2 separate regions of the Sus scrofa genome follow, and region 1 is linked to region 2. The links are chromatin contacts, called in public HiChIP or PLAC-seq maps. All regions are on one chromosome and are shown on one strand. Each heading gives the region's core, a stretch centred on a gene start, on an enhancer-like site or on the middle of the called end of the contact. The rest is flanking DNA. Distances are from core to core; before and after follow the strand shown.

Evidence for each region. HiChIP or PLAC-seq counts read pairs in DNA pulled down with a chosen protein or histone mark.
Region 1: a contact with region 2 is called in an H3K27ac HiChIP or PLAC-seq map of skeletal muscle. The contact joins the enhancer-like site here to the promoter of MYBPH in region 2. A contact is called at or near these places in 19 of 47 Hi-C or Micro-C datasets (adipocytes, alveolar macrophages, blood and 9 more) and 2 of 2 datasets of contacts at active chromatin or transcription factors (alveolar macrophages and skeletal muscle).

The regions. Positions count from the first base shown.
Region 1 is chr9:113,924,346-113,929,511 of Sscrofa11.1, reverse strand. It overlaps CHIT1 (chitotriosidase-1), which reads left to right. Exons shown (of 11, transcript XM_003130296.4): 10 at 692-818; 11 at 1,362-1,797. The coding sequence ends at 1,606. Among named protein-coding and RNA genes, the nearest start is that of CHIT1, 15 kb to the left of the region's middle. Within about 2 kb of position 3,376, at least 17 of the 83 cell types and tissues checked have an H3K27ac peak or open chromatin away from gene starts, as enhancers often do. A contact at or near this core is called in alveolar macrophages, fetal skeletal muscle and skeletal muscle, where this site is marked.
Region 2 is chr9:113,879,703-113,885,511 of Sscrofa11.1, reverse strand. MYBPH (myosin binding protein H) reads left to right here and starts at 3,017. Exons shown (of 10, transcript NM_001033014.1): 1 at 3,017-3,298; 2 at 3,406-3,540; 3 at 4,243-4,410. The coding sequence starts at 3,088.

The DNA.
Region 1 (5,166 bases), core at 2,127-4,626, 44 kb before region 2:
TTGAGAAAGTCTTCGAGCAGAGGAGGTGGGGCTTCTCTGGAGGAAAGCACAGAGACAAAGACATGATGGAGAGGAAAGGGGGGGTGGCCTCTGAGAGCAGGATGTACCCTCAGCTGGAACCCTGAGTGAGCACTGGTGTAGGAAGGGAGGCAGCTGGATGCAAGGCTGGGGCCGACAAGAGTTCTGGACCACCCCTATCTGTGAACCGCAGCCTCACACCAGAGGTGAGCCATGGCCCTCTGTCAGGGTTAGGAGCCAGGGAAGACCACTCTGAGGGGACACACAGCCATACCCTGAGGAGGCCTCAGGGATCTGGTGGAGGAGAGAAGGCCCTCAGGGAGAAAGAAGACAAGGAGTTGATTCAGATCTTTGGCGAAGCTCAGTCATTCCCTAGGGTAACTGAACTCACCATAACCAGCACACCGTACCCCAAACACAGCAGCGCAGCCCAGAAAAGGCTGAGATGTTAAGGCTTCCAACCTAAGGAAGTCCACATATCCATGGACGCCTCACATCTCCACCCTCATGCTTGTGTCAGGACAGGAGGATTCAAGAAAGAATCCTGTCTGGCAGCGGACAGGACTCATGGGCTTGGGGGTGCTGGAGAAAAGAGGGCCCTGCCTGGATGAGGAAGCAGGCTCTAGGCTCTACTTCCCTGAGCTCTTCCTCCTGCATCTCGCTCCTTACACAGGTGAGGTGCCTGAAGCAGAAGAGACTGGGCGGGGCCATGGTCTGGACACTGGATATGGATGACTTTGCTGGCTCCTTCTGTAACCAAGGACGATATCCCCTCATTAAGACACTGCAGTTGGAGCTGAGTGAGTAGGGGGGCCAGGGACCAGAGGCAGAATTCAGGGTAGCGTATGTACGCCCCTTCCTGAACCTCAGGTCCTGGCTCTTGCCCCTAAATAGTTATTTCCCACATTTTATCCCCAGCCCAGGAGCTGAGGAAACTATTGAAATGATACTTTTCACACTCTTCTTCTTCCTTTCTGGTTGTACCAATGCCAGCCCAGGGCGTTGGTAGCCAGGGCTTCCCTCTAGGGGGCCCTCAGCCTGGGAAGAGCAGCTGGCTCCTCTCTTCTCAAGGAGAAAGCTTGCACCCAGACCACACTGGCCTCACCAAAACTTGGTTGGGCTTAGCTGGCTGTTGACTGCCTATGACACACATAGCCCCAGTGTTTTCTCTTGAGCTGTGCTCCAGCTGTAGTTTGGGGCTGTTGTCTGGCTGTTCTCTGCCTGGGGTATCTGCTTATGCCCTGCTTGTAGGGTATGGGGTAATGAGCTGCTGCCTCTGTGCTTGGCCTATGGGTTTGGGGTCTTTTGGATGAGCCTTAACAGAATCATTGATGTTTTTCCAGATCTTCCCTACATGCCTTTAGGCCCACCAGAGCCTGAAGTTCTAGCACCAGACCAGTCCTCTGAAGCTGAGCATGGCTCCAGCTTTGGACAAGACATTTTCTGCCAGGGCAAAGCTAATGGTCTCTACCCCAACCCTCTGGACCGGTCCAGGTACTATAGTTGTGCAGAGGGGAGGCTGTTCCAGCAAAGCTGCCCAAAGAGCCTGGTGTTCAGCTCCTCTTGCAAATGCTGTACCTGGAGTTGAGTCTCCAAGGCCCTATAGACCCCAGCACCTGGGTAAGCACCCAGGACCCCTCCACAGCCCACTTCCCCAGCTCTCCGTGGCAGATGCAATCTGGCTTCTTGTGACTTTCCAAATTCAAGCTTTCTGTTCTCAGTCATGGGTTACTGGGCTGCTTATTTTTGGTAAAAATAAATCTTTGGTTTACATCCAACTGCATCCAGATGTGATGAGTTACAGATGCTGTCTAAGCACACTCTTAGTTTAAAAACTACCCTGAGGAAGTGGTGCCAAGGGGAGTGGTGGTGACACAGGCATATCTAGGTCAAAGCCAGGTGAGAAGGTGGGCCATTCAGGATGTGCCAAATTCTGTGTCAGGTATCGCCTTGAGGACTCCACATTCCAGTGTGCAGCTTCCAGGGCACATATGACTGCATCTGGAGCATAGCCCTGGATGTGACAAGTTCTTCACTGGCTGGAAAAGAAGCCTTTAGGCTTTTCCTTGTGACCTCCACTCAGGTGTTACTCCCAAGATGCACACTAGATGGCAGCAGAGAAGAGCATTCCCCTGCCTTGAGGGCTCTGCTCACAGCCATCGGCATTAAAAGGAGAATCCAGACCCTGCTAAGTGCTCATTTGCCAGATGAGGTAGAGACAATTATTACCCTCGCCTTATAGGTATTTAAACCGAAGACTGATTCTAACCCAGTTCAGAGACCACAACTGAGGCCTAAACGGGCCAAAATGTGCCAGAAGGGCCTGTATACACAGTATCTTGGACAGAGTAATCCAAATGGTCTTTGAAGCTTTTGGTTGAATCTTGGTCATTTTATTAGAAGAAAATCTCCATCTAAGCTAATGGTCCATCTTGCCATGCAATCACTGAAGCTAGTTTTGGGGATGGGACCCAGGCAGGCAGCTGCGGATGGGGACAGGTGGGGAGAGAGGAGAGGAGCTGGCCCTTCACAAGGGTACGACCAGCACAATGACAGATAAAAGAGATATAAAAGGGAAAAGGATGGCAAAGCATTTTAGATGGAGCTGCCTCTGAGAGGCTGGTGGAGGCTATGGCAGGAGTGGGGAGCTGCTCAAGGGTCCCCTGAGCACCACATTCAATGCCTTGCCACATCATGCTGTCCAGGCAGCTACTTTTTCTAAGCATCTTCACCGCTAACAAGCACTCCTAGAGCTCCTTCTGTCATCTTCTGATAGAGATAAAACCCATTTCCCCACGATCAGGGAAGATAGCCAGTCATAAATGAATTAATTAAGCCAAATATTATTTCAGTCATTCAGGCAAAAAAAAATGTTTTAAAAATACATCTCAAGTAGAAAAACACCATCTTTGAAGGCTCACTGTTGAATTCCTCTTGGGCTTAGCCTCACTTTGTTCAGCATGGGAGTGGGGAGAAGAGCACATCCAGGCACTCCTGGCATTCCTCCTCTCCTTCTTGGCCCCTGCCATATGGCCTGAGAGATCTGGGGAGCTTAGGATGGCCCCAGCGCCCCACTCCCTCCTTCACAATGTCCTTGCCATTCCCAGCTGTTGCCCAGGCCAATAATAAACTGACAACGCCAAGCAGCCAGGAGCCCAGGCTTAGCTGAGGACACTCTTCCAGTCCTCCCACCCCCTCAGCTCCTTCATTTTTTTGGAGTCCACATGCCAAGAAGGGACACAGAAGGGGAGGCATCTGGAGGGAAAGAGCAGAAGGACTCACTGCCCATAACCTTCATCATGACCATGACTTGCCCCTGATCTTCCTCTGAAGCAGAGCAGCTGGGGTAGTGAGGAGCTAGACATGTCTAAAGCAGCCCAGACCACATTCCCTAAGCTCCTTCCGACTGTTAAATTTGAGATCCTTGAGCTGTAGCAATTGTTTATATGACCTTATTTGGTGAAGGGATGGAAACCTTCACCCTATTTAAAGTTAGCTCTTGATTTGCCGCATGGGGCTTATCTGTGTCCATGCGTAAGTCAGGGGCTGCCTTTCAGAGTACAACCCAGGGCTCTTCACTCAGCCCTGCCCCACTGAAAGGCAGACCTCACATATGAGGGGCTCAGATTCTGTAATATGAGCCAGGGCAGGACTTGAGGCTGGACATCTAGGATGCCTAAAGTCAGAGTACAGAGAGATGGTCACCCCATCATATTCCTACCACTGTCACCCAGACCCGAAAGTGACTTGATAAGGTAGAGAGTATACTAGACCTTTACCTCCCTGTGTAGCCTTGGGCAAGTCACTTCTCATTCTGAGTCCTCAGTGTCACTTTACAGTGGGCAGGTTTGACCTACTGGTCCCAGCTAGTCACCACTGAGCACCCCTTCCCAGGAAACAGGAAAGCAGGGGAGGACTGGAGCCTCCATTTCGCCTAAGTATTGTCCCTTCATCCTGCTCTCCCAACTGAAAGACCCCTTTCTTTCCTCCCCTCCCCGCCCCATTTTTGTAACACCAACAGCATGTGGAAGTTCCCAGTCCAGGGATCGAACCTGCGCCACGCCAGTGACCTGAGCCACTGCAGTGACAAAACCAGATCCTTAACCTGCTTAGCCACAAGGGAATTCCAAAGCTTCTTTCAATATAAGTCTTGAGCTGAATATGGGAGGCAGGCTCTGTGGCTCCCTCCTCCACTTCTGTCTCTCTGTCTGTTTTTCTCACACACACACACAAGCACATGCACACACATGCACGGGAAACTTGTGCGTTCTTGGCCAGGCCATGGGAGCTGCTGCATTGGGGCGGGGCCTTTTTTTGCCAGAGTCTGTCTTTACGCATTATTCGAGCCTCCACCTTCATTAGCAGACTCCAGCCAGGCCTTCCCTGCCTTCCTATCTCCTATCCCTGCCTTCCTATCTCTTTCACATCTGCAGGGGCAGCCACAGGGCCAAAGCCAGCCAGCAGCTGAGCATGGCACTCTGGCTGTGTTCCAGAGCATCCGTGGAGTGATTCAGAGGTCACTGGCCTTTGGCGGGCATCCAGACCTCCATTCCCCAGAGGTGGAGAGATCTTTCGGCACACCAGTCCTCAAATGCCTTGAGACAATCTCTTTCCAATCCCTTAATCCAGTATGTAGGAGCCATTTTCTATTAAGAGACAGTGACCTCAATGGAAAGAAAAATCCACCCAAGGGTCATATAATCATATAAAATTACCTAATTTAGGTGTGGATGCTGCTCCTCCTTCTTTTTAACTAGGAGAATGTATAAGAATTAAACATACCTGGAGTTCCCATCATGGCTCAGTGGTTAACAAATCCGACTAAGAACCATGAGGTTGCGGGTTCAATCCCTGGCCTTGCTCAGTGGGTTAAGGATCTGGTGTTGCCGTGAGCTGTGGTGTAGGTCACAGACTCGGCTCAGATCCCGCGTTGCTGTGGCTCCGGTGTAGGCCGGCGGCTACAGCTCCGATTCAACCCCTAGCCTGGGAACCTCCATATGCCGCGGGAGTGGCCCTAGAAAAGGCAAAAAGGCCAAAAGCCAAAAAAAAAAAAAAAAAAAAAGAGAGAGAATTAAACATACCTGACTTTAAAAGGAAGACAAGATTGTATTAAATAGTCAATACTTTAAAGTATGTCTTCATTCCAAG
Region 2 (5,809 bases), core at 1,768-4,267:
GTGGCCTCACTGGACCCACTGGGCTCATCTCCCCCAGCTCTTCGGGATTCCCCCCTCTCAGGCTCAGGAGCCCTGAGTTGCAGAACATGAGACCATCCTGTTCTCTGCTGGGCCCCAGAAAGGAGGCCGGCATCCTCAGATCCATCAGTCGTAGACTTCACCCAAGGTAGCTGGTGGCCGTCCAGATCTTCAAGGCATTGCTGTCCAGACTTCTTAATGCAGTTGCTTGTTGAAAGAAGCCTTTTCTGTTTCCAAGAGGCTAGCAGGCACCAGGAAGGAAGCCCTTTAACCCCAACCCTTCATCTTCTCTCACCCTGGGGAGGTGGAGGAGCCAACATAGGGCCAGGTTAGAGAGCCCTAACCCTGGTCTCTCAAGGCTAAAAGGAGACACCAATGTTACCTCACATACCCTCCCTCCATCCTAGACCTGGAGTCTCTGTAGGGCCTGTGAGAAGTGGCCTTCCAGCCTCCCGCAATGCTCCCAGTGGCCAGCTGCTCATTACCTTAGAGGAGCCCTTTCTGTTACTGGACTGAAATCTGTCAGAAGTCCCAGGACTAGAGCCCAGCCCTCTGTCTCTCCTCTCTCAGGACATGAGCAGCCTGCAGCCTATGCAGAAACCAGGGCTCCTCGGCTCAGCCGGGGACAGGAGGTGTGGGGCAGATGGGTGGGACGGGAGGGGCTCAGAAGATCAGCCAGCCTGCCAGCCTTTACGAAGTAAGATGTTAGCACCAATTCCTGTGAATTCCCAGAGCCTTGGACATGACTTACCTCCAAAGAGAGTATAGATGCTTATTCCAAAACCAAGGTGAATTTATTCCCTGATGTTTAGATTATTTGTGACTTGGCCTAGTGGCTTGTGACACTGGTTTGAGATGTGGGGAAGGAAATACCTATCAGCCTCCCTGAAATCTGAACCAGCTGGAGCTGGGCAGATGCAACCGATCCCAAGGTCACAGCCCTGCTCAAGGCAAAGGGAATAAGAACTTGGCCACAGCCTCTAGGGGTACCTGGCATGTCACTGTTGGCCAGTGGGCCAAGCACTCCCTAATCCCAGCCCACTGCCCACCCCACCACATAGGGATCTTTGAAACCCCAGGGTCTGTGAGTTCTCCAGGGCAGCAAACCCCCACCCCCTTCCCCTGGCCACCCTCCCCCATCCTGGGACAGGCTCTGCAGGGCTGACTCAGGGTCCTGCAGAGTTAGTCACATTCACTTATAGCTGCAGAGTCAGAGGCCAGGGATGGGGATCGGGTCTCCAAGGCCCGCCCCCTACTGGGCAGGACATTTGTCATCTGGCAAAGGGCATAGGCACCCAAGCGGGGCAGGATCTGGAGGCTCCCCAGGCCCTCTGTGGCCTCTCCTCAACAAGGACAGCAGGTGGTAAGATGTGGCCACACTCCTGTGCCCCTGGCCCCAGGGAAGGGGGAGAAGGTATGTGTGGCTGAGGACCCTAAATAAATTCCATGTGTATTTATTTTTCAGTTGTGAGCTATATCATCCATGCTGAAGAGTGCATAAAATGTATTTATTTAATTGAAAGAATTCCTTTATAGTGAAAGCCTGTGTAACCATTACGCAGGACAGGAATCAAGACCTCATTAGTGGCCCTGAGCTCCAATCACATACATCCCCGTCGCTGCCCCCAGAGGCCAGCACTCTCCTGACTCTCCCTGTCTTCTTTTGTAGAGATGCCCCTTGAAGAAGAGAGCTGGTGCCGCCTGTGTGTGAATTGAACACGAGTGGGAATCACACCACTCTGTGTGTCCAGCTCCTTTTGCTCCCCATTATGTCTGTTAGATCACCCGTGTAGCTGAAGCTTTTATTCTAGTTTTGGTTTCTAGGTGCAGAGACACTGCACAGTTAATTATGGATCCCCTTGTTGAGGGAGGGCTGCTTTCTCCAGATTTGGCGACTGCAGACAACACTGCTGTCAGCATTGGCATGTGTGTCTCCTGGGGTGCAGGTGTGAGGGTTTCTGGGGTGGGCCATAGAGTTTGAACATTTTCAACTTGACCAGATGCTCACCCACTTTTGTCCAAAGAGAATGCTCCCATCTACACTCCCACCAGCAATGGGTGTTCTCGTTCCTCCCCCTCCTCCCTAACACATGTTATTTTCAGGGTTATTAAATCATCACCAGTCTTAACGTTTTACTGGATGAATGACTCAATGACTAGCAATTTGGTCCTGCCTGCCTCATTTTCCCCATGGCATGTACGTGTCCATGCCATGCCCTGCTTTGAAGCCTCTAGAAGTCTCAGAGTGCTGTCCTCCTCCAAGTTCTCTTCCAGATCTTCCTTACGACTTTATTCCACCCTCAAGGGCTAGGTGGGGGATTCTCACGGTGCTGTCTTTAGCAGAGAGGGAGACCAAGGGCCAGGCCAGGGGTTGGGGAGGCTGGGTGACCAGGGGACTTAGTTTCCCTTCCTGGGGTCCCATTGCCCTAAGATCCTCCTCCAATCATCCCCGCCTCAGGCATCCCAATGCCCTCCTTTTCTTGGCCCTCAACCTCACACAGCACAGGTGAAGCTCCTTGGGAACGTGAGGACCAGGGAATTGTGGGAATTCCCTGGCAACAAAGCAGGGAGTGCTCTCTGGGGAAGCCTGTTTCAGGCTGTCTGGACCCCAGCACCCAAGCTGAGAAGCCTTGAGCACAAGGGCCCCACAGAAGCCAAACATGCAGAGCTTGATCTGGGTTTATTCTCCAGATGAAAGCTCTTGTTCCCAAATGCCCTGACCCCTGGCACAGGCTCCCGGCAAGTCCCATCTCACCCATCTGTACCCTCCTCCCATCTGGGCACCAGAACCCCAGCTACTGAGATCCAATCAGGGTGATGGACAAGGTCCCGTGCTCCTCAAGGGACCCTTACAGTTCCTCCCCCAGAGCTATTCCTGGCTTAGGCTCCTCCCACGCTCTGGTCCCCCTGCCTGACCTGACCCCACAGCTGGGAATCACTTGCTTGGGGGTGGGGCAGCCCCCCTGACTATATATGCCTGGACCTAGGTGTCCCAGGCACCCTGGAAGCACAGACCCTCCACTGCTAATCCCTGCACACTCCAGCCTGACCCCTCAGCCAGCCCCAGCAATGACAGGAAAAGCCACCTTGGAGGCCCCCGACTGTGGTCCAGAGGAGACTGCCTCTGAATCTGCAAATGTGCCCGCCACAGAGCCCTCTGGAGAAGTGGCAGCTCCGAAGTCTACGGGGGAAGAGCAGACTCCCAAGCCACAGGAACCTGCCCCTCATGTACCTGCCCCCGATGCCCCAGCAGCCAGTAAACCAGCACCTCGGAGTGAAGGTGACAAGAGGGGGGACAGGTGGAGGAGGGTGGCAGGCATGGCAGGGAGTGGTGGGTGGAGAGCTTTTGGCCATGAACCTCTTCCCCTTCCCCTGCTTCTCCCTCAGATGTCCCCAGTGCCCCGCTGCTGCTGGCCGTGGAGGACGTGGGTGATAGCTCGGTGACTGTGAGCTGGGAGCCCCCGGAGTGGCTAGGGAAGCTGGGTTTCCAGGGCTACGTGCTGGAACTCCGCCGAGAGGGAGGTGAGCTCTGGGCTGAGCCCTGAATACACGCAGGGAGGGGGGATTGGAGGGCAGCAGGGACAAGCCCCCAGTTCTGCAGTTGGGTCAGTCCAGGAGGAGGGATGGGAGAAGCAATGCTTTCAACCCACTCACCCAAGGCTTCTTGCTCCACCAATGCCCCTCTGAGAGCAGGAAGATGTCCAAACCACCTAAGGAGGCCCCTTGTCCTTGAGCTCCCGAAAGAAGAGTTGGGGACACCGGGGCACAGCTCCGTGAGAACGAAGGCTGTGCTAAGTCTCACAGGACACTGCTTGGGGAGGGCAAGCAGAAGGCTGAGAGCAGAGAAACTGAGGGGGAGGGCTAAGTCAGAGGAGGAGACAGTGAAGAGAAATAGGCAGCGGCGGGGTCTCTGGCCAAATTCCTGATGCCACTGTCCTGCTGTCCATCTCCATGACAGTCAAGCTCAGCCTGGCCTCTGCCTTTGCCCCTAGCTTGCTGTGTGACTTGGCAGATGTGTCCAACTCTCTCTGGTCACCACTTGAGGGCTCTAACATCAGGTGTCTTTGATGCAATTTAACAATAAGAGGCAGGGAGGGAGAGCGTTGGGAAATGCAGGCTCCAAAACTTCAGCTTCCTCCGATCACCATTGAGAAGGGTGGCTGCACTGAGAAGGGTGCCCACGGCCATGGAGCCATGGCCATGCACTCTCTTCATTTCCCTCAGCCTTGGAGTGGGTGCCTGTGAACACCCGGCCCATGATGGTGACCCAGCAGACCGTGCGGAACCTGGCTCTGGGTGACAAGTTCTTCGTGCGTGTGACTGCGGTGAGCTCTGCAGGGGCTGGCCCACCGGCTGTGCTGGATCAGCCTGTCCACATCCAAGAGACCATTGGTAAAGCTCATCCCTTCATCTTCTTGCACCGCACCCCTACCCCCGCCCCACTGCCAGGATCCTTGTCTAATGGGTGGAGAAACTGAAGCCAATGGGCAAAGCGAGCAGGGCAGCCCTCTCCCCCATCCCACACTCACGTGCACAAGCCACCTGCTATCACCATCTTGCCTCAAGAGAACTCCAGGTTCCTCAGCAGCAAGGGGCCTCTGGAGGTCAAAGAGGCCATTTCCCTGAGTGGCCCTGCCCCCAAGAGTTGGGAGAAGGGCTTCTTGACCCTCAGAAATGAAAGCTCAAGCTCCCCAGGTCACCTGCCTCAGGGTCCCAGTGCTTAGAGTCATTCAGTTCTTCCTCCTATCCAATCTTAATCCCATCAGAGACCACGGAAGCTCATTTCATAGTGCTTGGGTTCCAGATTCTCCCCCAAATTTTGAAACAAAGAGGTGTTTCCTTGCCTCTTGCTGCACCACATCCCTAGTGGAGGAAGACGCATGCCTGCAAAAGGCCCGTGAAAGTTTCTCCATCCCCAGAGGCCAGTGCCATACTGGGAACCTGGGAAGCCAGCTGCTGTCCCCTTGCAAAGATTTCTATTTGTAGGGTGCATTAGCCTCAAGCCTACCCTTGCTCCCGTCCCAGGGCTGATCAGGTTTCAGTCTGTTAATGGCAGTGAGTCATTTGGTCTGATCTGAGGTCTCTGGGGACAGCCCAGAGCCCCAGGGTGATGAGAGATATAGGCCAGCAGGTGGCCTGAGGCCTTGTCCACCTTCCTCCTTGTTGCCCCCTGTGTCTCCCAGAGTGGGACCCCATAGTCCTGGACAGGGTTTCTAGAAAGAGGGGGCTTCACAGCCACAAAAGGGTGAAGTTTGGATTCAAGGAAATACTTCTCAATCCTAAGGCCTTGGAGATGTGGGAACCACAGGGCTAGAGAATGTAGAAGTGTAGATTGTCATGGCCAGTCAATCCAAGCCAAGGAGGTCCCAAGGCACCCCAGGACTCCTTGGAGGTCACCCAACATACTAACGGGGCCTCAGAACCTGACTCCCACACAGGCCCCTCATGTCCCACCAGTAAGCAGGGAGTCTTCTCTAGTGGTTTTCAAAACCAGAGGACATTCGCACTTTTTGAGTCTGGGTGAGACCTGGCCCCTCTTGACAGCTCAATATGGACACATTGACTTTAGCCTGGAGGTGCCAGGAAGCCCTCCTGGCTGGGGCAGATGCATCCTTGACTTTCTCTGGGAGCCCGGGGAGCTCAGACCCTGGGAGCCTGTAGAGAGCAGGTTTCTGAGAGCCTTCATTGAAGGAGCCAGCCAGACTCAGCACCCACTACTCCATTAAAATTCCTCTGGCAGGAGAGAAGGGGATTTCCTGGAGAGAAGAGGGGAAGGAGGCCATGAATAAAC